7 separate regions of the Mus musculus genome follow, and regions 2, 3, 4, 5, 6 and 7 are each linked to region 1. Evidence: chromatin contacts called from public Hi-C, HiChIP or PLAC-seq and promoter capture Hi-C data. All regions are on one chromosome and are shown on one strand. Each heading gives the region's core, a stretch centred on a gene start, on an enhancer-like site or on the middle of the called end of the contact. The rest is flanking DNA. Distances are from core to core; before and after follow the strand shown. Region 1 holds the start of P2ry10b (purinergic receptor P2Y, G-protein coupled 10B). Region 2 has its middle 22 kb from the start of Lpar4. Region 3 has its middle 19 kb from the start of Lpar4. Region 4 has its middle 70 kb from the start of Gpr174. Region 5 has its middle 77 kb from the start of P2ry10. Region 6 has its middle 68 kb from the start of Lpar4. Region 7 holds the start of Itm2a (integral membrane protein 2A).

What was found. Promoter capture Hi-C pulls out the DNA fragments that hold promoters and counts their contacts. Hi-C and Micro-C count contacts between places; a contact is called where the count stands out from the background. HiChIP or PLAC-seq counts read pairs in DNA pulled down with a chosen protein or histone mark.
Region 2: a promoter capture Hi-C map of second pharyngeal arch cranial neural crest shows a contact between it and region 1, with 4 times the contacts expected there. The contact joins the enhancer-like site here to the promoter of P2ry10b in region 1. A contact is called at or near these places in 9 of 39 promoter capture datasets (the 3T3-L1 cell line, 3T3-L1-derived adipocytes, the C10 cell line and 5 more), 1 of 15 datasets of contacts at CTCF or cohesin (pro-B cells), 1 of 115 datasets of contacts at active chromatin or transcription factors (large pre-B cells) and 2 of 9 other capture datasets (adipose tissue and liver).
Region 3: a promoter capture Hi-C map of frontonasal cranial neural crest shows a contact between it and region 1, with 2.1 times the contacts expected there. The contact joins the enhancer-like site here to the promoter of P2ry10b in region 1. A contact is called at or near these places in 5 of 39 promoter capture datasets (the C10 cell line, HPC-7-derived erythroid cells, frontonasal cranial neural crest and 1 more), 3 of 484 Hi-C or Micro-C datasets (the C2C12 cell line, embryonic fibroblasts and multipotent progenitors), 1 of 115 datasets of contacts at active chromatin or transcription factors (large pre-B cells) and 2 of 9 other capture datasets (adipose tissue and liver).
Region 4: a contact with region 1 is called in a Hi-C map of Th1 cells, with 3 times the contacts expected there. The contact joins the enhancer-like site here to the promoter of P2ry10b in region 1. A contact is called at or near these places in 4 of 484 Hi-C or Micro-C datasets (B cells, CD4 T cells, Th1 cells and 1 more) and 5 of 115 datasets of contacts at active chromatin or transcription factors (the 230-238 cell line, CD8 T cells, large pre-B cells and 2 more).
Region 5: a contact with region 1 is called in an H3K27ac HiChIP or PLAC-seq map of bone marrow-derived dendritic cells, with 3 times the contacts expected there. The contact joins the enhancer-like site here to the promoter of P2ry10b in region 1. A contact is called at or near these places in 6 of 39 promoter capture datasets (the 3T3-L1 cell line, the C10 cell line, embryonic stem cells and 1 more), 2 of 15 datasets of contacts at CTCF or cohesin (large pre-B cells and pro-B cells), 8 of 484 Hi-C or Micro-C datasets (embryonic fibroblasts, embryonic stem cells, muscle stem cells and 1 more), 5 of 115 datasets of contacts at active chromatin or transcription factors (the 230-238 cell line, acute myeloid leukemia, bone marrow-derived dendritic cells and 2 more) and 3 of 9 other capture datasets (adipose tissue, liver and pancreatic islet).
Region 6: a Hi-C map of double positive thymocytes shows a contact between it and region 1, with 2.6 times the contacts expected there. The contact joins the enhancer-like site here to the promoter of P2ry10b in region 1. A contact is called at or near these places in 4 of 39 promoter capture datasets (the 3T3-L1 cell line, the C10 cell line, hippocampal neurons and 1 more), 2 of 15 datasets of contacts at CTCF or cohesin (large pre-B cells and pro-B cells), 11 of 484 Hi-C or Micro-C datasets (B cells, CD4 T cells, CD8 T cells and 6 more), 4 of 115 datasets of contacts at active chromatin or transcription factors (the 230-238 cell line, acute myeloid leukemia, cardiomyocytes and 1 more) and 2 of 9 other capture datasets (adipose tissue and liver).
Region 7: a promoter capture Hi-C map of pre-B cells shows a contact between it and region 1. The contact joins the promoter of Itm2a here to the promoter of P2ry10b in region 1. A contact is called at or near these places in 6 of 39 promoter capture datasets (the HPC-7 cell line, HPC-7-derived erythroid cells, maxillary cranial neural crest and 3 more), 2 of 484 Hi-C or Micro-C datasets (Th1 cells and myocytes) and 4 of 115 datasets of contacts at active chromatin or transcription factors (embryonic limb bud, embryonic stem cells, large pre-B cells and 1 more).

Annotation. Positions count from the first base shown.
Region 1 is chrX:107,147,264-107,150,613 of GRCm38.p6, forward strand. P2ry10b (purinergic receptor P2Y, G-protein coupled 10B) reads left to right here and starts at 1,664. Exons shown (of 2, transcript NM_001122596.1): 1 at 1,664-1,884.
Region 2 is chrX:106,896,847-106,900,070 of GRCm38.p6, forward strand. No RefSeq gene overlaps it. Among named protein-coding and RNA genes, the nearest start is that of Lpar4, 22 kb to the right of the region's middle. Within about 2 kb of position 1,370, at least 13 of the 459 cell types and tissues checked have an H3K27ac peak or open chromatin away from gene starts, as enhancers often do. A contact at or near this core is called in 3T3-L1-derived adipocytes and second pharyngeal arch cranial neural crest, where this site is marked.
Region 3 is chrX:106,938,070-106,941,382 of GRCm38.p6, forward strand. No RefSeq gene overlaps it. Among named protein-coding and RNA genes, the nearest start is that of Lpar4, 19 kb to the left of the region's middle. Within about 2 kb of position 1,447, at least 7 of the 459 cell types and tissues checked have an H3K27ac peak or open chromatin away from gene starts, as enhancers often do.
Region 4 is chrX:107,324,534-107,327,535 of GRCm38.p6, forward strand. No RefSeq gene overlaps it. Among named protein-coding and RNA genes, the nearest start is that of Gpr174, 70 kb to the left of the region's middle. Within about 2 kb of position 1,733, at least 63 of the 459 cell types and tissues checked have an H3K27ac peak or open chromatin away from gene starts, as enhancers often do. A contact at or near this core is called in the 230-238 cell line, B cells, CD8 T cells and 3 more, where this site is marked.
Region 5 is chrX:107,011,316-107,014,213 of GRCm38.p6, forward strand. No RefSeq gene overlaps it. Among named protein-coding and RNA genes, the nearest start is that of P2ry10, 77 kb to the right of the region's middle. Within about 2 kb of position 1,271, at least 20 of the 459 cell types and tissues checked have an H3K27ac peak or open chromatin away from gene starts, as enhancers often do. A contact at or near this core is called in bone marrow-derived dendritic cells, where this site is marked.
Region 6 is chrX:106,986,601-106,989,682 of GRCm38.p6, forward strand. No RefSeq gene overlaps it. Among named protein-coding and RNA genes, the nearest start is that of Lpar4, 68 kb to the left of the region's middle. Within about 2 kb of position 1,346, at least 11 of the 459 cell types and tissues checked have an H3K27ac peak or open chromatin away from gene starts, as enhancers often do. A contact at or near this core is called in double positive thymocytes and embryonic stem cells, where this site is marked.
Region 7 is chrX:107,402,024-107,405,228 of GRCm38.p6, forward strand. It overlaps Itm2a (integral membrane protein 2A), which reads right to left and starts at 1,337. Exons shown (of 6, transcript NM_008409.2): 1 at 1,083-1,337. The coding sequence starts at 1,193.

The DNA of each region.
Region 1 (3,350 bases), core at 414-2,913:
AAATGTACCACATTTTTTTTGTATCCATTCCTCTGTTGAGGGACATGTTGGTCCTTTCTAGTTCTGGAAATTATAAATAAGGCTGCTATGAATGTAGTGGAGCACGTGTCCTTATTACATATTGGAGCATCTTCTGGGTATATGCCTAGGAGTGGTATAGCTGGGTCTTCAGGTAGTACTATGTCCAATTTTCTGAGGAACTGCCAGAGTGATTTCCAGAGTGGTTATACCAGCTTGCAATCCCACCAACAATGGAGGAGTGTTCCTCTTTCTCCACATCCTCGCCAGCATCTGCTGTCATCTGAGTTTTAATCTTAGCTATTCTAACTGGTATGAGGTAGAATCTCTAATGAGTCCCTCCAATTGGAGTTTGAAAGAAAAAAAAAAAAACCTGTTAAGAGATGTAGCCAGCAGTCGCCTGGTTCATCAGGTTTCAAGGGGGGCAGGGAACAAGGACTCTTATCTCTCAAGTACTGGTAATTTGAGTGGTAATTTGGTCAGAAATCTAGCCTCATGCTACCTATCTTCTGAGTCCCTGAGTGCATTTGAATGAAAGGATAATAGTCTAATTTGCTTATTACGGTGAAAAGGTGCAGAGGAAGGCACACATCCATTGCTGATTTTGGATATAATATAACCAGTCACTTCTAACTTATGCCCCTTTGGTTCCCTTGCCTTAGAGCATTGCACATTAAACTATGAGTGAGGACAAAACAAAACCGATCAAAAACTTTCTCCCATAAGTTGCTTTTGTGGGTATTTTATCACAGCAATAGGAAAGAATCTAAGATATCCAGGTACTAATTCTGGCTTTGCTTGCTTTACTTTTTAGGGTAATTACTTCTTTTTTCCTTTTGAGGCTTCATGCCTCATAGCAACATCATCCTCATTTGCTTTTCCTGATATAATATAAGAAAATAGAAACTGCTATATGAAAAGGGAAAGGTACAGAATAAAATACATTTCCAGGGATCCTCATAGTGTCTTAGTTACTGAAACTTTAAAAGAGTAAAACAAAGGTCACTAAGGAGGAACTTTCAGTTCCAAAGCTTTGCTTTTGTTTTACTTCATGTTTTTAAATGAAAGTCTGCAAGTGACTACTACCTAACCATTTTAGTGGGGCTATAAGATTACAAAATCCTAAAAGGTTGTATTTGAGATCCTTACCAATCCATTCTGAGAAACTGTAATGCTTTTCAGGCATTTCACTTCTTCTCCAGATATGCTTAAAGCTACCCTAATAATATCTTTACAATATAATTTTAAGAACTTAATGTGTTACTATTGTTTAAGTATATGAAGACACAATTCTTAACCTCAAAGAAGACCACAAATCACACATTAGGTCATCTCTTTTATGTGACCTTACTAATCACCACCTTTTTGGTGATTTCAAATTCTTCCATTTGGGTGACCAATAAGATTTGTCCTAACTCCCAAAGAAGTTTTTATTATTACCATTGCTTAATTCCTAAAACAGACAATATGGCAAAATGTAGCTAATTTGGAAATATTGACCTCATATAGCCAGCCTGAAAATCATATGTGACTCAGACATATGCCTGCATGCTCATAGAAAGGGGGGGAAAAAAGGAAGAAGAAAGATGATGATAGAATAAGTTGGGCGTGTGCATAGCAGGAAGCTCAGTGCATTCTTGACACATTCTCTTTCGAAGTACCATAGCAAAGGCACATGACCGTTTATGTCTTTAGATGGAAACATTAGCCATTGTAGTCATGGGATGTAATGATATCTAGAAGCACAGTATCTTTTATAAGTTTAGGAAACTGTGGTGTAGTTAGCTAGATAGTAGCCTTCTGAGTCCTGGGAATGGATTTCTCTAAGAAGTAGATGCCGGAAGATTGCAGCAGAAAGAAGCCATGGTAAGGAATTAAATATGATGGGAAAAAATGGGGAATCAATATAAAATTGATACTTACTGCTTTCTGTAAAAACGCAATTAGGATTTTATAAACATAAGAATTGATTTTTCAATGGTAAATAAAATTCTAACAGTTAAACTGGCTTTTTGCATAGCCCACAATTTAAATGTTCAGAATAGACTGAGACAACGACTGTAATACGTGGCAAATTAAAGTCAGATACTCTGTTCCTGATTGAAGAAGTGTACAAATCATGGAAACTCTGAATTTATCAAAGCCAAAATTTGAATTTACTTTGCCCACAATATCCTCTGAGGCAAAGGCTTTCCCAAACAACTGAGTGATGCTGACAGACAGTTCTACCTCCCATTAGAGGTAAACGATTTTGTTTTTTTTTCCTGTTTTGCTGAATAAACTACGTTACTTCCTCTTCTAGCTGTAAAAGCCTGCAGTTCACTACAGGATATCTGGGTAGAAAGGGTAAGGTTCTTGGCTTTCTCTTCATACATTCAAAAATAGAACTAAAAAGCCTCTGTGAATTGAAAACGACAGTGTGATTTTCTGCTGCTTCCACTGAAAACTTAATTCTGAGTCTGCTAATATCTTACCTTTGGGGGGATATATTGTTATGAAGAATGGAGACTTCAGTGAGGTAATATCTATTTATAAGTTTAAGTGGTTAAAATGTTCGCTGAAACTGCTGCATGCTTTCTGAGAGGAAATGTGGCTGTCTAGATAGAAAGCTCCTTTCTCTACAATTTAGCATGCCACTGACAAAAACCAGGGGTTCAGACTTGTAGTAAACATTGCTTCTAACAATTCTGTGTTAAAATTGAGATTGTGGTTCATTAAATGCATTTTTGTTAGTGTGAGCCAACGGGAGAAAATAAACTTACAATTTTAAACCCATGGTTTGTGTCAACCAAATTAAAGCAGCATTCAAGTAGTAAATGCATCTAAGTGCCTTAATCTTTTCATAAGATGAGACTTGACATGTTTTCTCAGATTGGGACATTTTCCATGCATGCATTTTCCGGTGGGATGTGATGGCTTCAAATAGCACAAAAGGATTTTCATCAAGCCCTAGAACTTAGCACAGCTGTCGAGTCTCAATGGGGCTGATTCTCAGCTTACGATGAACATTTCTTTGGATGTATTTTTAATTTGAGAACATGGGAAGCATTTTCAGAAGGCGTTCCAAACATTTTGCTGTCTTTTTTAGAAGGAATTCCTTCTGTGGTTTTAAAAAAACGTGTTCTTTTTAAAGTCTGCTAATTTCACATGTGGAATTTGATCCTTCTATATGTAAAATTATCCACGTGTGTAAAATTACATGATTTTATGTGAGATTGTAAGCCTTAGTAAAATATGTTTAATGTATTTATTAGGAAAATATAAATAAAACCTATTTACATCAACATTTTCCTTCTCCTGAGATGAGGAAATCAGTGTATTTTGTACATATT
Region 2 (3,224 bases), core at 120-2,619, 250 kb before region 1:
TTATGTAAACTTACAGTCATGCTTCTGACATTTTAGTCATAGATTCTTTAAAATGCTCAGACAACCTATATTCTATGATAGCTATGGTCTCTTAAAATATTTCCCTCAACACATTTCTCTTTTTAAAAAACTCACATATTAATATCAAAATTAGCTCTTTGTATCCCCCCAGCAAAAAGTGCAAGAGTCGTAGTCAAAGTGCTTCTTTCTTGAACAGCTGTTTCACAGAACTCTAATGTTTGTTCCCTTTGAAATCCTTGTCTTGGTCTTACTTTTTAATTAGATAAATATGATCAAATTACAAAATTTGGGGCTAAAATGGAGAGAGAGACATTCAGAACATTTATGCTTTGGAGCATAAAATCAGAGCAGAGTTTTATAATGAGAAATGATAGAATATCAATATATGTGTATAAGAGAGGAGGGTCACCATTTAATAAATAAGAAACATTAGCACAGATAATCTGTTTGAGAAGTCCTGACAAATTCTTGTTTAAGAAGTCCATTGTTTGCTGAGTCCTGGTAAGTTCTTGTTAACAGAGTCCTGGTAAATTCTTGTTTTCCAACAGTGAAGAAGATCAGGACAAATGTGACAAACCATAATTACACTCCAGCTTCTGTAGTATAAGGTTTTGTCCCTGAAAACAGAAGATGTAGCTATTATACTTTATGCTGCCATAAACTAAAGTTAGGAAACTTAAAATCATTGGAAACACTCCCACGCCAACAGAAACATTTATAATTTTAAACCACTTAATAACAAGGAACTAGAATCAGTAGGTATGGGAAATTTATTCATAACTAGGGGATCAAAGACATTGTATATGTTCTTTATGGAAGACAGAGCAATTATTATGAATGCAAATGTTTGTGGGTATCAATACAAGATTCTCTTTGCTGATATGATTCAGAGGTCTGAAGGGAGCCTCTATGGGTTGGAGATTGGCAGACCTTAAGTTTTCTGTGTTCTCTGTTCCGTGAATAAATATTTCTACCCTACCGGCCCCTCTCTACTGTTGTAAAATCACAGCCTACACATGGTGAACAGCTATGTGGACAAGAAGCTGTGGGCTTCCAAACTGAGGAGGGAAGCAGCTGCCCTCTAGAGGAGGGCTGGAAAGGAGATTAACTGAGATTTCTTTTCAGGGCAGGCTGCACTTTGGGACCCTCAGCAACTTGATAGCTTCCAAATGTTCTTTGTGTTCCTTAGAGTAAAGGGTCTTTGAGGCAGAGCCAGACCCAGAGCCATACACAAAAGGAAATTATTAAATACATACTTCCCCTCATTGTGCCTCAGCCCCTTCCCCCACCCAGGCTGAATTGGCCAAGATTAGTTGCAAGAAATACCTTAAAAACAATGGCAAAACTGGACTAAAGAGCACTGCAGGGAACTAACTCAGAGTAGAAACCAGTCATTTAAGCCTTATGAACGCTGTACTTGTGTGGAAAACTGGCAGGTATGTAGCCAAAAATGTTCAGGGTTTGGTTGCAGAGGCAATAGTCACCTGAATTTTATATCCGAAACACCAAGAAATGGCCTTGTGATCAATCAAATTGTTTTTCTTTGGAGCTCCATTCCTTTCTTCCTTACTTAATCTCTTAGGCCAGCAGCCACATCCTGTCTTCTCCCTTCCTCCCTATTCTGGACTCCATTTCAATGACACTCATAAGCATTTTCCATTCTTTTGACTCCTTCACCTTCCATATCACAGCTTTGGCAATCCCTGCCCAGTCCTGGCTCAGTTTTGTGGTCCACTTTGCCTGTTCTTGTTCCCAGGCTGCTGAAGACCTATCTGGGGAAAATTGCATATCCATGCTCATTGGCTCCACTACAAATACATGCTTTTCAACCTCAGCTGGACCCTCAACTCTTATCCTTAATCCTTTTCTCATCCATATCTGGCTCCTGCTAGTGTTTCCCACAGCAGCTGTTCCAAACCTTCATTTCTTTTCTCAGAGCCCCACTTTTGGCTTCTTCACTTTAAGCAGATGACCTACATTTCTAGTTCTTTTAAAACTTCCATAAGGTGACAGCCCTCTCCCATCTTCTCAGCTAATGTCCTGATAACCATTCATCTTTTACCATTTCCTCCCCTGTATTGTATCTGTGTGTTCTCACAGATAAGAAATTTGTTACAGTATCAAAGATTTTGGAACAAACACCATTTTTTTATTTCTTCTCTTTACACCCAAATCTTTATTTGCCCCATTTCTTTTTGTATCCGGATTTATTGAAGCAATGATTAGTGTAAGACATTGATAATAATTTACCATCAACTTACTTCTCAACCTATTTCAGCAGTTGGCTTCCTGATTTTGATTAGGCTTTCCACAGAGTCATAAAAATCAGTAATCCCCTTACATTTCCCCCCATCTAGCTTTGTTTTCCATAAACAATCATGCTCAGTGCTTGCAGCTGTGACATTAGTCACCAAGAAGATCCCTGCTCTCCAGTATTTCAAACTCAGTGGTCACTTCTCTTGTTCTCTTTGCTTTTGTGGATTTATGGTTATGAAAATACATTATTATTGCATCAATGTGTTTTCAGTGTAGAAGCAAATTGGATCCTTCAGGTTGAATCAGGGATATTTCTTTAGATCTGACTCCTTTCTACTGCTCCTATTATCCTGCCTTCCTCTTTCATGGCAATCTCTCAGAAAACTGCTTTCAGTTTCCTGCCTCATTCTATTCTATCTGTTCTCCTTGAGTGATAAGATTCACCCCATTCATTTAAAAGATTCTTTTCTATTTTGTTTTGTTTTGATTGAGAAAGGGTTTCTCTATGGAGTCCTAGCTATCTTAGAACTATATAGACCAAGTTGGCCTCAAACTCACAGTGATATGCCTGCCTCTCCCTCCCAAGTGTTGGGAATTAAAGGCATATTCATATCCATGCCCAGATAAATGTGTCTTTTAAAAACATAGCTTAAAGCCAGGCAGTGATGCCGCACGCCTTTGATCCCAGCACTTGGGAGGCAGAGGCAGGCAGATTTCTGAGTTCGAGGCCAGCCTGGTCTACAGAGTGACTTCCAGGACAGCCAGGGCTACACAGAGAAACCCTGTCTCAAAAAACCAAAAAATAAACTAAAATAAAAAAAGAAAGAAAGAAAGAAAAAGAAAAGAGAAAAAGGAAAAAAAGACCATAGCTTAATATTCTGTATCTTTACTCCTGATTTCTTCCTGTTCCCCAGACTACCTATGTATAAACTAAAATCATCCACCAA
Region 3 (3,313 bases), core at 197-2,696, 210 kb before region 1:
TGTATGTTGCTACGCTACTGCCTTCACCTCAAAGCCCACATTCACTAATTGTCTTGATGGTCATTAGAATGAAGTTCATTCTTGGTTTAGTCCTGTTGTATTTTCTGTTCCCTTTGTATGGAATACTTTCCTACCAGGTCTACTTGTGGCTACCTCTCATCATTCAGGTTCAAATGCCACCTTTTCAGATATGCTTGCTTGGTCACCCAATATATAGCAGACACCCTGAGTAAAATGTAACACTATTTTCATTTTCTTCTTAGTGCTCCATGATACCTTTTCTTTCATCTCTGATTCTTTTTCTTTGGTTGTCTAAGCAACTTCGCTAATAAACTGTCAGCTCCATGAGGGAAACCAAGTTTTTCGGTTTTTGTACATTATCCAATACAAGCAATGGTTAAGTCATACTTTTGAGAGGAATAAAATCAGAAATTCTAGAAGTCAGGTCACTGTGATGTTAGAAGCCTTGATGCACACTCTACTGCCTTTCAATTTATTCCTTGACTCTTATTTTTTTTTCTTCTTCTGACTGCAACATCATTTCCAACTCCTTTATGCCTAAGAACATGAATGTTGAAGAGAATAGTATCTGCTTTACATTCCAGTTGACAACTGTAGCTCCTAGATAAATTGTATTCACTAATCTATCTTTCTTGGTATTTTTCTACAGAATACAGCAGTTCTCAAATGAAAAGTTAAAGGAAGAGCTCAAAGAAGGGCAGGTTTTGAGTGTATTTAAAACTCTTAAGCTGTATTCAGATCCCAAGCAAATAACTCCACCTTTCCTTTCGAAGTTTCCCTGCATTTAATTTGTCCTCCCTGGCACTTGCTGACACTTGGAGTTATATATTAGACTGGAACCTTCAGTCCATATGGCATGTCACATAGCACATAAAGTTGACTACAAAGAAGGATCTTGTTACTGGTAATTCTGAAAAGCTCTCGTTCCTTTTAGCACACATTCCTCTAGTCGATTTGCAAGCTATTTCTTTACTATAAACCACTGTCTAGCCATTCAGAGAACATGTTTTTACTAAAAAGGAAGGGGAAAAAAGTAAAAGCAAGCAAGAAGGGAGGGGAAAGTGCCATGTAATTGGATGCCATCCAGGAGGCACATACATAGCCTCAACTGTAATGGAGTATAATGGCAGCCTTTTTCTAGGAGGATCTGGGGCCAATGCTCACAGTTTTCTGTTTGCAGTTATACTGTGAGAAGTCTGTGCTGGCTTCTCAAATAAAATGCACTGCTATCATCATCTGCCAAGATGCTAACTGAAAAGATCCATTATTTTTGATATTTAATACCTTATAAATTATATGGAGATTGTGTTGACCAACATGGACATCTGGAATGATGGTCAGGGATTTTTTCCCCCTAGGTCAGGTAGACTGAGTGAGTGCCTGTTCATTCATCAATGACCAATTATACATTCATGGAGAAAAGGTCTCTTCGCAGCTGCTGGTCAGCTAACCTCAGAGGAACTGGCATGGCTTGTAGTGAGGGAGGGGATGCAAATGAACAGTGCCTCATTGGAATTTATATGGAAAATGTATAGCTGCCTGTTTTCGAACAAACGTGAATTGTGAGCTGGCCAGAGCTTGAAGGACACACAAATTGTTTTTTGGTTAATCAGATGAACATGTTCTTGGAGTCCTCTCTTCTCTCTCCAGCTGTCTCTTGACTAAAGGTGCTTATCTCTTTAGTACTAACTGGAAACGACCTATTTTTCTGACCAGTCTTCCAGTTTGTATCCAGATTAGTTTCAAGAAGAGAAACATGAAGATTCAGAGATCAGTAGTGTTATCTGATTTGTCATGAAGACTTTTGGCACCACTGATAATTCGCTAGTTCTTGTTGAGCCAAAACACTTGCAGGTATATTTTGCACAGGTTCAGTTTGTTCTGGGCCATTTCTGGCTTCATGTTTAAGTTTTGTTATGGGGAGTGCCTGACACACCTCCCCCTAAAGCCGAGCATGCCTGGGGATTAGCTGTTCTCAAACTGAGATGGATTTCTATGAACTGCTTACTCTGCCTTTCCCAGACCTCTGTGACAAATGGCATGTGTCTGCTAAGCTGCAAGCTGGGGTTGAGCTACAGTGAGTGGTTAAAAAGCATGACTACAAAACTCTTTGACTGAGTTGAAGAACAGGGCTCAGCAATTAAGGCTAATAAAAAAATAGCCATCTTCACTGAATTACCAGATGGTAAATTATAAAGAAATTAAATTAATACTTCTTAAAATGAAATTATAGAGTACAAAAGCATCAGAATTGGTTAACATACTTGTTTTTGTTGACTTTAAAAAAGTTCAAACCCCAATTTAACAATCAAATTTAAGGCTTTCTGTGCTCCAAATTATGTAGTGTTCAAGCATGTTTTTGACAGTCATCATGAAAATTGCTGCCCACGTATGTGTGCATATGTGAGTGTTTAATATACATTGTATTCCTAGACTTACACATCATAATTTATAATTATGTAGACTATGTGTATGAGAAGTATGTGTACAATATGTCTTTGAGAAGTAATTTTTAATGGATTGTCAACAATATTTGAAAGAGTTTGTTGTAAGTAGAAATGCTATATCAGCCATAAATGATTGTAAGAAATACTTTTTTTTTTTTTTAGGAAAACAAGGTGTGAGGATTGATTTCCTATACTATAAGTAGGAAACTTTTTGTTCCTTTCTAGAAAGCCAAAATATTATATGAAATGTTGTATGCACTGTCAAAGTGGAAATCAACAATAGAATAGAGTAACCCTTGCTATACTTTATGCCCCAAGAGTCTATCTGGTTGAAGTCTGATCTTCAGAGTGGCAGTGTTGAAATGGTAGACTCTTAGAAGATGAAGACTAATCGGAGGCCAGTTAGAGTTGTGCCGAGAGAGAGAGAGAGAGAGAGAGAGAGAGAGAGAGAGAGAGATTAGAAATATTAAGCTAGCTCTTCTGAGTCACCTATCATGTAAGGTTTGTTATTAATTGAACAGGCCTGCTCCTCACTCTACCCCACTTTCATCTGGCTTTCTAAATTATCAGGTAATTGCTAACTTTTGCATGACTTTCCACCATTATGCTAACTGCCGCAAGTGATAACAAAGGGGATCCTTATCAGAACCTCTGTGTTCTTTGGACTTTCTGTCTCCCAAACTGTGAACTAAATAATCCTCTTGTCTGAGAAAATACCCAGTACCAGGTTTTACATGATACTAACAGAAAACACACTGATGTGCTCTGTCAAATTCTTAGCAGTATCTATTTAGCAAAGTTGTGAACATTCGTTGTTAAGTATTTATTTAATTTTAAAGTCTTTT
Region 4 (3,002 bases), core at 483-2,982, 180 kb after region 1:
CACATGGAGAGACCCATGGCTCCAGCCACATATGTAGCAGAGGATGTCCTTGTAGGACAATGAGACGGGAGGCCCTTGGTCCTGTGAAGGCTTGAAGCCTGTGTAGGGGAATGCTAGGGCGGTGAGACAGGAGTGGATGGGTGGATGGAGAGCACCCTCATAGAAGCAGGGGAGGGGATAGGGAGTTTGTGGATAGGAAACTGGGAAGGGAAATAACATTTGAAATGTAAATCAATAAAATAAACAATAAAAAACAATTGGTGAAGAAATTTTAGTAATACAGACACTCATTTACTCTGATATAGGTGTGAAATAAATGATGTGGATTTTGCTTTAAAGTTCACATCAGCCCATGAAAGGAGCATACACTTACTTGCTAGCTTCCATAAGTCTGTAATCACCTATAAGCATTTATTGTCACCCATGATTTCTTATGGTACTCTAGAGGCAACCATGTTCCCTGGAAACTGGTATATCAGAATTTTTTGAAATATTTAAACCTCATACTCATCAATTTAGAAATAATTCCAAAATAGAGAATAAAAGTTATTTGCCTACACTGGATAGTGATAAAGATGATGATCATGATTATGAAGAAGAACAAGATAACAGTGGTGGTAGTATTTAATATTTAAACCTTACTATCCTGCTTTGGACCAAATATATCATAATTCATTAAATTTCCACATGGCCACATAAGATGTATGGCCTATTGCTATAAAAATTTTATAAAAAGAAAAATATTGATACAAAAAGGAAATTAAGTAAAATTTCCAGTACACTACTTATTTGTACAAACAACTACTAGTGATCTGAGCTGTAATTAAGATCCTTGGCAGTCTGTCTGAGCCTAGCAGGTGGCCTGAGGGAACACCTTAGTTAGTGCTAGTGCTTAGTTAAACCAGAACTCAAAAAGAAGTTCTTAACTACATGACTATTGTTTTTCCTCTCCTGTGTTTTGGCCAAATCAGAAGTTTCCTTGTACTACCAAAGAAATGTGGTGACTACTTTTAAAGGTTTATGTGCAAAGATAATGGTGTTTTTCTAGAGATAAGTGTGTTGATGCAGGCTGCAGCCAGCAAAATCTGCTTAACACACAGAATCCTTAGAACCACACAACTTCATTAAGGGAAAAGCATTAAATCAAGGGGATGAGTCTGTTGGGGGAAGAGTTTAAAGTTGACTTTTAGTCAGAATGACCACTTGACATACACAAAAACATGTCATTTGTCATTGAAGAAGAAAGCCAGAGCTAGAACAACTCTTTTGTGAGTTGGTTTCTGTATGTCTCATCTCAAGATCTCTTAAGCGGCTGTTTCCAAAGACACCCACACTTCAGTTTCCCAGCTTAACCACATTCAAACAAGAACACAGGTCTCGCTTGCGGCAGCTGTGAGGTGTTGTACCATGTGTCTAACAGGCATGGCTTATCTGCCTTCTATGTATGCAGCAGGGTTTAGGTTTGCATTTTTTTTAATGTAATGAGACATTACCTGAAAGACTCCTAGGAGTTACAAATCTAAAAATAAAAAGAAAGAAACACACACACACACACACACACACACACACACACACACACACGCGCGCGCACACACACAGTGATCTACAGGAAGCAAGGCAAAAATGGAAAAAGAAAGAAGAAAGGAGGAGCAACTGTTTTATGTCTTGGGCTGTTGGGTGGGGGTGGTGCTTGACTGTTCCACAAGTGCAAAATGAAAGCGCTTGCTTTTATGCTCTGGCTTTGGGTCTCTGGGGACCCACAGGGGAAGGTGGTAGATATTGTGTGGGAGTCTGTGAATACACTGAAGAAGTCTAAAAAAAAATCAATGAAAACTTAAGTCATGAGACTTCCTCTCCTCTCCTCTCCTCTCCTCTCCTCTCCTCTCCTCTCCTCTCCTCTCCTCTCCTCTCCTCTCCTCTCCTCTCCTCTCCTCTCTTCTCTTCTCTTCTCTTCTCTTCTCTTCTCATCGACCTCCTTTTTCACTCTCTAAAGTATTTGTACATACCCAGAATAGAAAATATAATGGGTTACGCACACCTCCCTGAATAAACAAATGCACAAGTGTGGAAGGATTTCTTTAAATTCAATGTAATCAAATAAAAATTATCCCAGACACAGGTGAAACCTGATTTCATGATGAAAAATTCTGTGTGTGAAAGGCGTACAATCATCAAACTTATGAGTTGGGGGGGGGAGGGTCTATCATTACATTTTACAGATAAAAAAAATAGAGGCATAAACATTGTACAACTTGACAGAAGTCACAACTGGGAAAAAAATGAAAATCAATTTTTGACCCCAGACAATCTACCAAGGTTGGGGCTTTTAGCCACTACAATTAATAATGACTCTGAGTATGAGTACAGGAGGAAAAAGTTGAGTACTAATCTATCTTGAGGTTTTGTTTTCCTCTACTACATCTGGTGGAACCTTTTGTTGTTTTGGTTTTTTGTTTGTTTGATTGTTTGGGTTTTTGATACTGTCTTTTGTCTGTGGATAGGTAAGTTGGATGTAAGATATTGGAGATCTTTTATATTTAAAGTTAGTGTAAATAGGCGTGTTTAAAAGCCATCATTATTTACTGACGCAATGAAAACTTTATAACAAACTATTCAGCAGCAGACTATTCCTTTGGCTTTAGTCATTAACTGTTAAAACAATGCATGGTCTGGAGCATACATTGGAATGTACTTCTTCAAAAAGAGAAAAGTGATGTTCAGAATCTTTTTTGGATAGCACTACTTCAACCACGTTTTCCTGGTTTCGTCTTAGTTATTATGCCCTGCCACAGAGAAACAATCCTGTATCCTACAAAGGGCTAAAACCAAGTTTTGACTGCTAGTGTACAGTTTGCTGTTGCCAGAATAAAGTATATTTTTACTTTTATAATCTTACACTTGCATATTGTATTGACATCATTTCCACTTTTTCAGGTTTCCTTTCCAATTTCTATAATTTCTTGTTTATTTCTTAGTATGTTTTGCCCAGTGAATTTTTCCTC
Region 5 (2,898 bases), core at 21-2,520, 140 kb before region 1:
TATTGGGAGTGAAGGTACAATAGATAGTCTTACATAATTTATATTCATCAGTCTCTAACTGCAGGGCAAATGGAGTTTTTAAAAATTCTCACTGGGACTGCCATTATTGTTTGATGGCATCTGAGAGAAAGAGCCACATGCAATGATGCTTACAGATTGGCCACTTCTCGAGAAAGTTATAACATTGGTGACATTCTATTTTTAATGGCCTTCTCTTCTCCTCTTCTTATAAAACAATCCTAAACTTGAAGTTAGCCCAGAACTTTTGTCCTCTAAGTGTTATGAAATTCCCTATACATGAGTTACAGAACAATGAAATATGAATTCCGCAGGTTGCTTGAGGCAGTCTGTCTACCCCAAAATCCTCACTGTTCTCTGTAATACCTTTTCTCCTCTAGGGCCATAATATATATTTCTAAAGTATTCTCTGTCCTCTTCACACAAAGGGACATTGTCCTGAAATGCAATATAGTTGATATATGAAAGTATAAACTAAAGGACATGAGCCTTTTCCTGATTCTGCCACTAACTAGATGTATAATTTGGACAAACTACTTCCTTTTTGTGGCCTTAATTTCTCAACTATAAAATGAGGGGGTTGAACAAGATAATTCTTCGAACTCCTTTCCAATTTAGCATTCCAGGATTCTAGTGAGATGGATCAGCAATAGATTCTGGCTTGGCCTGGCATAATTGTGTATCAGTTATCCATGGTGACAAAATGTATACAAATTATAGGGATAATCTGCTGCATTTTTTTAGAGATTAGAAGTTTCTTCACTACTTTTGAAGGAGTTCTGGCTCTTGAGGGTCAGAATTTAAAGTATGGAGTTAATGAGTGCAAGGTCAAAAGGGCTATTTACCACATGAGTCAATTTGTTTCCTGGCTATAGTCTATATATTAACAGCCACCCCTGTCTGCCCTCAAGTCATTCCACCAATATAAGTTTCAAGGCAAGCCTCAACATGATTGTCTGTGCACTTAACTGCTCATTCTCAAAAGCAGGAAAAGAGCTTAACTGACTTATAGGAAACAGAATTTTTGAGAAGATGAAGGTAGCATAATCATAATCAGTAGAGGTCACCATGACTTGTAGAGGTGACTCTCTGTCTAACATCAACCATCAAGCACATTACAAGAACAGTCAGCAAAAGACCAGCCAGAGAAATTATCCAAACGCCTCTGCTTTGTCAGTTGGAGGTAGTACCTCTGACAACCATGAGCCTAATTAAGGCCTGGAGAAGTGAAGATGAGAGAACTGTTTGTAGTGAAAGCCATCTGGGTTTTGTTTCTAGTTTTGAACACAAAACATAACGTTCCCAGGCATTTTGGATAGGTCTGCCAGATGCTTGAGACTCCTTTTTTTTTTATATTTTTATGTAAAATAGTTAAACGAGAATGAGGAATGAAACCTTCATCCTCTGTACTGTGAGGATACATTTGGTTGCCTAACAGGGGAAGTCTAGCACACTGTGGGTACAACTGCATCATCAGTGACAGTGTGATACAAACCAGTGATTTTCAGGTGTGGTCAGTGTGGCTAGCTGAGGTCATCAAAGTTCCTCATTGTGAAGAGGGTTTATTTTTTTTTTTACCTTTGAAAAATAAGTAATGGCTTGACTGAACTACTCTTTATCGCTAAAGTGGATTCATTAGTAAGGATATCCCAGGCAGCAAGGTTTCTTAGCAGAGACTTCTCCAAAGCAAAGCAAATAAAGAGGGAAGAAGCAAACAGAGAAGAATGAGGTCATCAGAACAATCGTGTGCACCTCTAGAGAGTACTATGACCAAGGTGAGAAATGCCATAGAGAGGGTGCCATGAAATATGGAAAACTGGAGGAAAGTAATCCCCAGCACAAGTCATGTGGATTAAAGTTCAAACATATGAATTGTGTATCTGCCATTTACTACCTACTTAGCTTTAGGAACATCACTTAAGTACACTGAGGCTTGGTTCTCTCATCTGAATTCACATACAAATGCTAGCTCCATCTTGTTTCAGCTCTAAAGGTTTAGGATTACTTGCAGTTTTCTTTGTTTCAAATCTACTCACTTTGTTTCCAGGCCTGTAATAGAACTCATACTGGAGACTTACCATGCATATACATTGAAGATAGGGATCACAGAAAATAACTCTTGTTTTCAGTTGGGTATGGATTTCAGCTCTTGTTGCTTCCTTAGTTTTACTCAAGGAAGATACACACACACTTATGAAGAAATAATTTAAGTATAGTGAAAGGAACTTTGCACTTGAGTGCTTCAAAATCCTAAGCTCAACGAAATAAGGTATACCATGACCGCACTGCAAAGCACATTGTACACTAGAAAGCTGAGGCTAAGATTAATGATTTTTCCCAAGGCTGGTCAACTAGAGAAGGTCAGAATGAAGATCTTAACCTGGAGCTGGGTGACCTCCAATCCTCTCCTCTTTCCACATTAATTTACTGGAACTTGTGAGGTAATAAGGGCTTTAAATTTTGCTTTTATTTTACTGGTTATGTTTTGGGGTATTGAGAAGTGGAACCCAGAAAAGTTCAGTGACTTACTCCAGTGTGTGCCAAAAACAAAGAAACAAATGGATACCAAACAAAAACAACAACAACAACATCCAGAGAATTTTGGAATTTTCCTTGTTTACTTACTATACTTACTATCACAGTAAATTCACATCCCTTGCCAGCACACTGGCAATATTAGCAAAACATCAAACATAGAACACATGACTCCATTCCCCACAGCACATACTCCAATAGATACTGTGGATACAATTTGATTGATTGAGGGCAATAAAGCAATGTTTAACTCACAAAATGGTCTTAGAAATACCTAACTTGCTAGATAAAGAAAGATCAACATCTGAAAAAGAATCTGGTAGCCATGGAGAACAGAGCGCTGCA
Region 6 (3,082 bases), core at 96-2,595, 160 kb before region 1:
ATTTCTGAGTCTACAGCAAACAAAACAAACACACATATAAAGACAAAACCAGCCATTGCATTGAAAGCTAAATTTCCTGCTAAAGAGCTAAATAAATACAGCATTTGACTGAATAGCACAGCACTGAAACTCCATTGGATGGTTCTCAGTAACTGAGATTTAATTAGTATCTAAGGAAACAAGAAATTCCTGTTTGAAAAAAAAAATCAAATGAAACGGAAAAAACAAATTACAATTGCTGTGCACAATTTTCCTGGCATGGTGGCCCCTGAATAAATGTGGTGCTATGACCCAGACCTCTTTCCTCCTTATGTGTGTCTGCTTCTCTTTCCTTCCTCTCAGTGAATATAGTTTAAATAAAGAAACATCTGCTGCACTCTGAAGCAGGGAGGCCAGCTTTTAACAGACAAAGGAGAAAAAAAAATTAAGCACTTGCACAGATGTGTACAGTACAGCTTGCACGGTCTTTGCCAGATCCAACCAGTCAACTGATGTTAGGCACTCTCTGAAAGAAGCAACTTACATCTTCTCTCACTAATTGAGAAAGTACGAGGAGAGTTACTTTGTAGTAAAGGTATTGATCTTTGGCATAGAAAAGAGTGGGTTTCTGAAGAATTGTTTTATGTATAAAGACTTTGTAACTACCATGTATTGAGCACTGATTAGATATTGTTCTAAATATACCACACAATGATGACATTTCATTCTTATAGGGCCATAATATGAAGATGTTACTGGGCTGATTTTAAACCTTGGAAAATGAAGCTAAAAGAAGTTACATCTCCTTCCCAGTGTGCCACCCTTAGAAGTCAGAAATCTGCTAAACAAACTTGCTATTCCAAAGTTTTACTATTCCACTTAGCACATCACTTTAGGAATAATAATTTTTGATAATTCAAATGTCCTTAAATCAAATATTATTATTTATGCTACCAACTTCCTTAAAATACCTTTTCTATTTATTTATTTATTTATTTATTGAAAATAATTGTGGAGACTTCCTCTTAGGACCAGATCATTTAAACCCAATTATCTTCTTATTTTTGCAAAATAGAATTAAAAATCTTAGGAATTTCCCTAAAGACAACCAGAAGATGACTCTAAAAGGTGTTTAGAAAGACCAAAACTAGTTTAGAATACTATTATTTAGTAGCGAATTAGCCCAATGTTATCTTACAACATAGAAACAGAACGGAAAAAAAAAAAAAGCCACAGTGGGCCCAGTGCTTTCCTTTATCAAGCCAGAATCTGGGTGGTATTTGGGCAGGCCTTAGCATGCTCAGGAGAAATGTCTCTACAAGCCTTGCCTTTCGGCTGGGCTACCATTTGATATGTAATTTTTGCTATGCTGGAGACTTTCTTACCCAATAGAAAGAGAATTACAATGACAAAGGCGCCTGGCAAATTGGAGACCCAGCTACAGGGGGGCGCCTCTGAGCAGGAAGAATTCAGCAGAGACTGAATTCCTGAATCTAGAGACAAAGGAGCTAGCTATAAGCAATGAAATTGTTGGGAGGGGTTCAGTCATAATATGATTATTGTCTGGCAAGCCACTCTTTCTCCTTTTGGTCATTAACATCTCCTTTCTACCAAAATCATCTTATGAGCTGAATTAGGGGACAGGTATTAAAAAGTGATAAAAATTAAAAATAAAAGAGATAAAAGGATTTACAAACATTCAAAGTTAGTTAAAATAATAGATTAATGTCTAATTAAATAAACTATATATCATACTAAAAATCAAGAAAATCATAACTTTAACTTGAAAAAAAAATACTTATGAACTAACCAGTACCCCGGAGCTCTTGACTCTAGCTGCATATGTATCAAAAGACGGCCTAGTTGGCCATCACTGGAAAGAGAGGCCCATTGGACTTGCAAACTTTATATGCCCCAGTACAGGGGAACGCCAGGGCCAAAAAGTGGGAGTGGGTGGGTAGGGGAGTGGGTGGGAGGGTATGGGGGACTTTTGGGATAGCATTGGAAATGTAAAGAAGGAAAATACCTAATTAAAATATTAAAAAAAAGAAAAATACTGACATCACCACCTAGATGCAGAATTTAGTTGACAATTATATTTAAGTGGGTGCAATAAAAAAAAACTTTCAACAATTGTAATTTATCTTCAAAAAAAATGAAACATATAGAAAATCTCAACAAAAATTTAATGTTGCCACATATTGAGTATGTGTGTACCATTGCAGTGAATCACTTACTACACTTTCATAGTTTTTTTTTAATCTTTCTTCAAGAAAGGCATCTATGGTGCTGGAGAGATGGCTCAGCAATTAAGAGCACTGACTGCTCTTCCACAGGTCCTGAGTTCAATTTCCAACAACCACAAGGTGGCTCACAACCATCTGTAGTGAAATCTGGTGCCCTCTTCTGGTATATTCAAAGACAGCGACAATGTACTCGCAAATAAACAAACAAACAAACAAACAAACAAATAAATCTTTTTTAAAAGCCTCATTAATTGATTTTATTATAATTTAAGTAGGGGAAGGTACATTTACTGTAAGCCTTAATGCATCCCATACAAAGCAGTTTTACTCATTTGAATTACCAGCATGATAATGCTTGATTTTGCCTTCCATGGTGAGCAAAAATATTAAATTACACTAAATAGTGTAAGGAAAATATGTAGGTGTGAAAGTGCCTAGACAACAGTTAAAGGGAACAATGAGACAAGGAGACCAAAGAATGAATTGAGGAGTAATTGAGGAAGCTCAAATCACAAAGTATCTTATTAGGATCTTGATAAGGGGGCACAAAGGGAAGCTGGGGGACTAGCATGGAGTTTTAATGAAACAAAGTTGTCAGAAAGCAGACAGGAAGAAAAAGAGGGATGGAGGGAAGGAGAGAAGAATGTTGGCTATTATGGGTTCCTGATTCTCTTTCTCTCTTATTAGCAGTTCTTCACATTTACCCATTTATATGTATTCACCCATACATTCATATATCAGTTTCCTAGAGTACCTTCCTTAACACTAGCTGCAAAAACATGCTCTCTAATATCTTTCTTTGGTTATCAATCATCTTACAAAGGCCAACTCAGAACAGTCTTAATTTCCCCAGAAAC
Region 7 (3,205 bases), core at 87-2,586, 250 kb after region 1:
GGCAGCGCACATTGGCATTCCAAATTGTATGCATAATTATGTTTTACTATATGCATTCAGATGTCACTCAAAGCACTTTTCAAATATCCAGTCTGAACCTAGAAGAGAAAACTCTCTAAAGACACCAGGACAAGTTAAGGCAGATCGAGCTCCAGTACTGCAGATTCCACAGAAGTAGAAGAAAATATTATCACTTTTTCAAACTAAGATTTAACTGAGGAAAAAGAGTTTATCGACACTACAAACATGGTTGGCATTAAAAGGAAATATAAATTTGTCTAGATGAACAACCTAGGAAGAGAGAACTTCTCCAGTGCCTGGAAAATGAATTGTTTAAATAGCAACATGGATATGCTTCACATGGCTATATGAGGGATATTGCTAAAAAAATAATAAAAAGTAAAAAATAATAACAACCAAAACAATAAGATCTCAAATTTTATTTTTAAACGTGATTTATCAAGAATTAAAACCAATATATGTTTTAATAGCTCCATTATCTAACCCTTAACACTAACTAAAATTGTGTGTGTGGGGGGGTGGTGTGCGCGCGCGCGTGCACAGACACACACGCGCGCGCGCGCGCGCTCATGCGCGTGCAGAAACACACTTTCCCCAGAACATACAGTTTGGAGTTCAGGCTGCCCCTTGCCTCCATTCAACCGCCACAAAAGCAGTCCTACAAAGACAGAGATTCATATAACTTTACCCATGTCAAAAATAAAGAACAGTTAAGTCTCTTGCCCTTGTTCACTCCGTGTGGCTGCTCGGCCCCTGTAGCTATAATTGCTTCTCTGGATAATTCCATAACCCATTTCTCAGAACAAATGACATGCAGGAATTTCTTCAAACTCCTTCCAACAACTTCCCTGGGGTAGGTGGTGTTAAGCGATAGAATCGCATGGATGCAGAGGGAATAAGTTGAAGCAGAGTAAAAGGTGACCCACTCAACTCAATGCAGATTGGCCTGCCTGGAACTCCGCTGCAGGGCAGCCAACAGTTTACTCTCTGCACCTGCATATTCCCCCTTTTCTCTCCATCCCCAAACCCCAGAAGACAGAGGTGGGCCCAGTGGGAACTACCTTGCCAGTCAGGATTTGAGCTCGGACAGTGCGACTGACGAGCGCCTCTACATCTTGCCGCGCCTCCTCCTTTTGCACCGCCGTAGGGGTGTTGAAGGCGATCTTCACCATGGTGAATCTTCGGGCTGCGCGGTAAGGCGCGGCTCGAATCAGTATCTTGGGCTGCAGGTTGAAAGAGGAGAGGATCGCGCTTGCTTGAGCAGCACTTAGTGTCTCCTCTCCCAGTCTTCCACAGGCAGCAGCGAGCTCAGGTCTGGGCTTACTTATGACGCAGTCCCAGGCTGGGTGGGAGAGGGTGGGCGGGGCCAGGGAGGTGCTGAGGGAGGAGCGGGAGGGGGCCCGAGCTCTGCAGTGCAACCGAGTGGGGGTGGGTAGCTGCTTAGTTGGAAAGAGAGGGGAACTGGAGCTGATGGCCGGCTTAGGGTAGACATGCCTCACCTGCACCCCAGGCATGCTCCTACTGCCTTCTGCACCCTCAGATAAGAGCAAGGCAGGAAGGAAGCTTGCCTGTCGTGTCTTTCTGCTTCTGTCTGGACCACAATAGCCCCTGACTCTGTTTTCCCAAACTTGGGCCTGGCCCCCCGCGGGGCCAGGGACTGTAACTTGGAGCCAACCCAAGGTTTCTGAGTTCTGCAACCCACCCAGGCCAGAAAGCACAGTTCCCTGACTGTTCTACACCTTTAGACTATCTTCCGTTTAAAGAACACCCAGAAGTCAGTTTGTAGTTGCTTGTTTCATAGTCCAACATTGTTTTTCCTTTCATGCTTTTTGTTTTCTTTTATAATTTTATTTTTCCAACTTAAAGCAATGTTAGATGAGGAAGACGGGGCTTTTGTCTCCCTAACTCCTCATTTTGCAGACAGGACATGATAAGATCCAGAGAAGGGAGGGTAGAAAGCTCTTTCCTAATGAATCAGTGAAATAACCCAGATTTCTTTCTCCCTGATCGGGATAGCCAGAGTAAGGTCTCAGCCCAGAGCCTGTTTCTCTTCAGCCACCAGCTGTGTAACCAGCGGGGGGTGGGTAGGGGGAAGCAGGGGTGTGTGTACCTATGTGTTCAGGGATGTAGGGCATACACAATATAACCAGATGCTGGTGTGGCTCTCATAGGAAAACTATCTGACGGACTGGCTTACAAAGCATTGTGAAGATTTACATGGATATCCGTCTAGTAGAGTTAAAGTGTTTCTTCAGTCAGCTCTCTTAAACTGGTGACATAAAGAGCCTAACTAATGAAATTCAAGCTGTGGTGGCTGGTGATTTAGAGTTGGTGGTAGAGAGTTTATAAATAGTCTTGCTACATAAAACAGAATAGAGGTCTGTTGTATGAAGGGAGCAATACAAAACAAAGCCCCAACAAAACAAAACAAAACACCGTTTTACTAGAGAATTCCCCACCTACTCATCAACTTAACTGAACAGACTTGAATATGCTGAGTTGCTTCCCTTCTGTCCAAGAAATTCTAACTTGGAGTTTTTCCCATGGAGATTGTTTTGCCTCTAAAGCCCTCTCCTGTCTTGACTGTGGGGGCTTTGCAAAGACAGAGTTCATATTCTCTGATAGGTCACAGATGGGAAGGTGGATGGAGAGGAACAGTAAGGAGCTTGTGCCTTGCACAGGGTCAGGACCTTAGAAGCAGGATGTCAGAGTTTACTTAGAAATACTGGCATCTTTTGCTCTTTCACTTTTTACCTAAGTCTGACTATCATAATTCAACATTTGTCAGGCAATCCTTAGTTTTGGCATAGAAAACCTCAGTTTTCCCGGTATGTTTCTCTTTTCAGTTGCCCTCTGTTGGGATTCACCTTTATGACCACTTAGTTAGGATCTGTACTACACTGACCCACACCACCTGCATCACTGAATGCATACCTATTTCCACACACTTACCTACTAAATGCAAGCAGCTGATCAGATAACAAGATGCTATTTTCTGTCCTGAAATGCGGTAAGGCAGGAGGAGCAGGAATTTTTTTTTCCATTTGTTCAAAGAAGAGACCCAAACTCTGATAACTACCAAAGAGAACGTTTGGTCACTTGCTTGGTATGTAGCATTAGGTAAACTACCTGATCTCCTTAGGCACCATTTTTCCTCCTCTGAATTGTGCTGTTGGGAGATCAT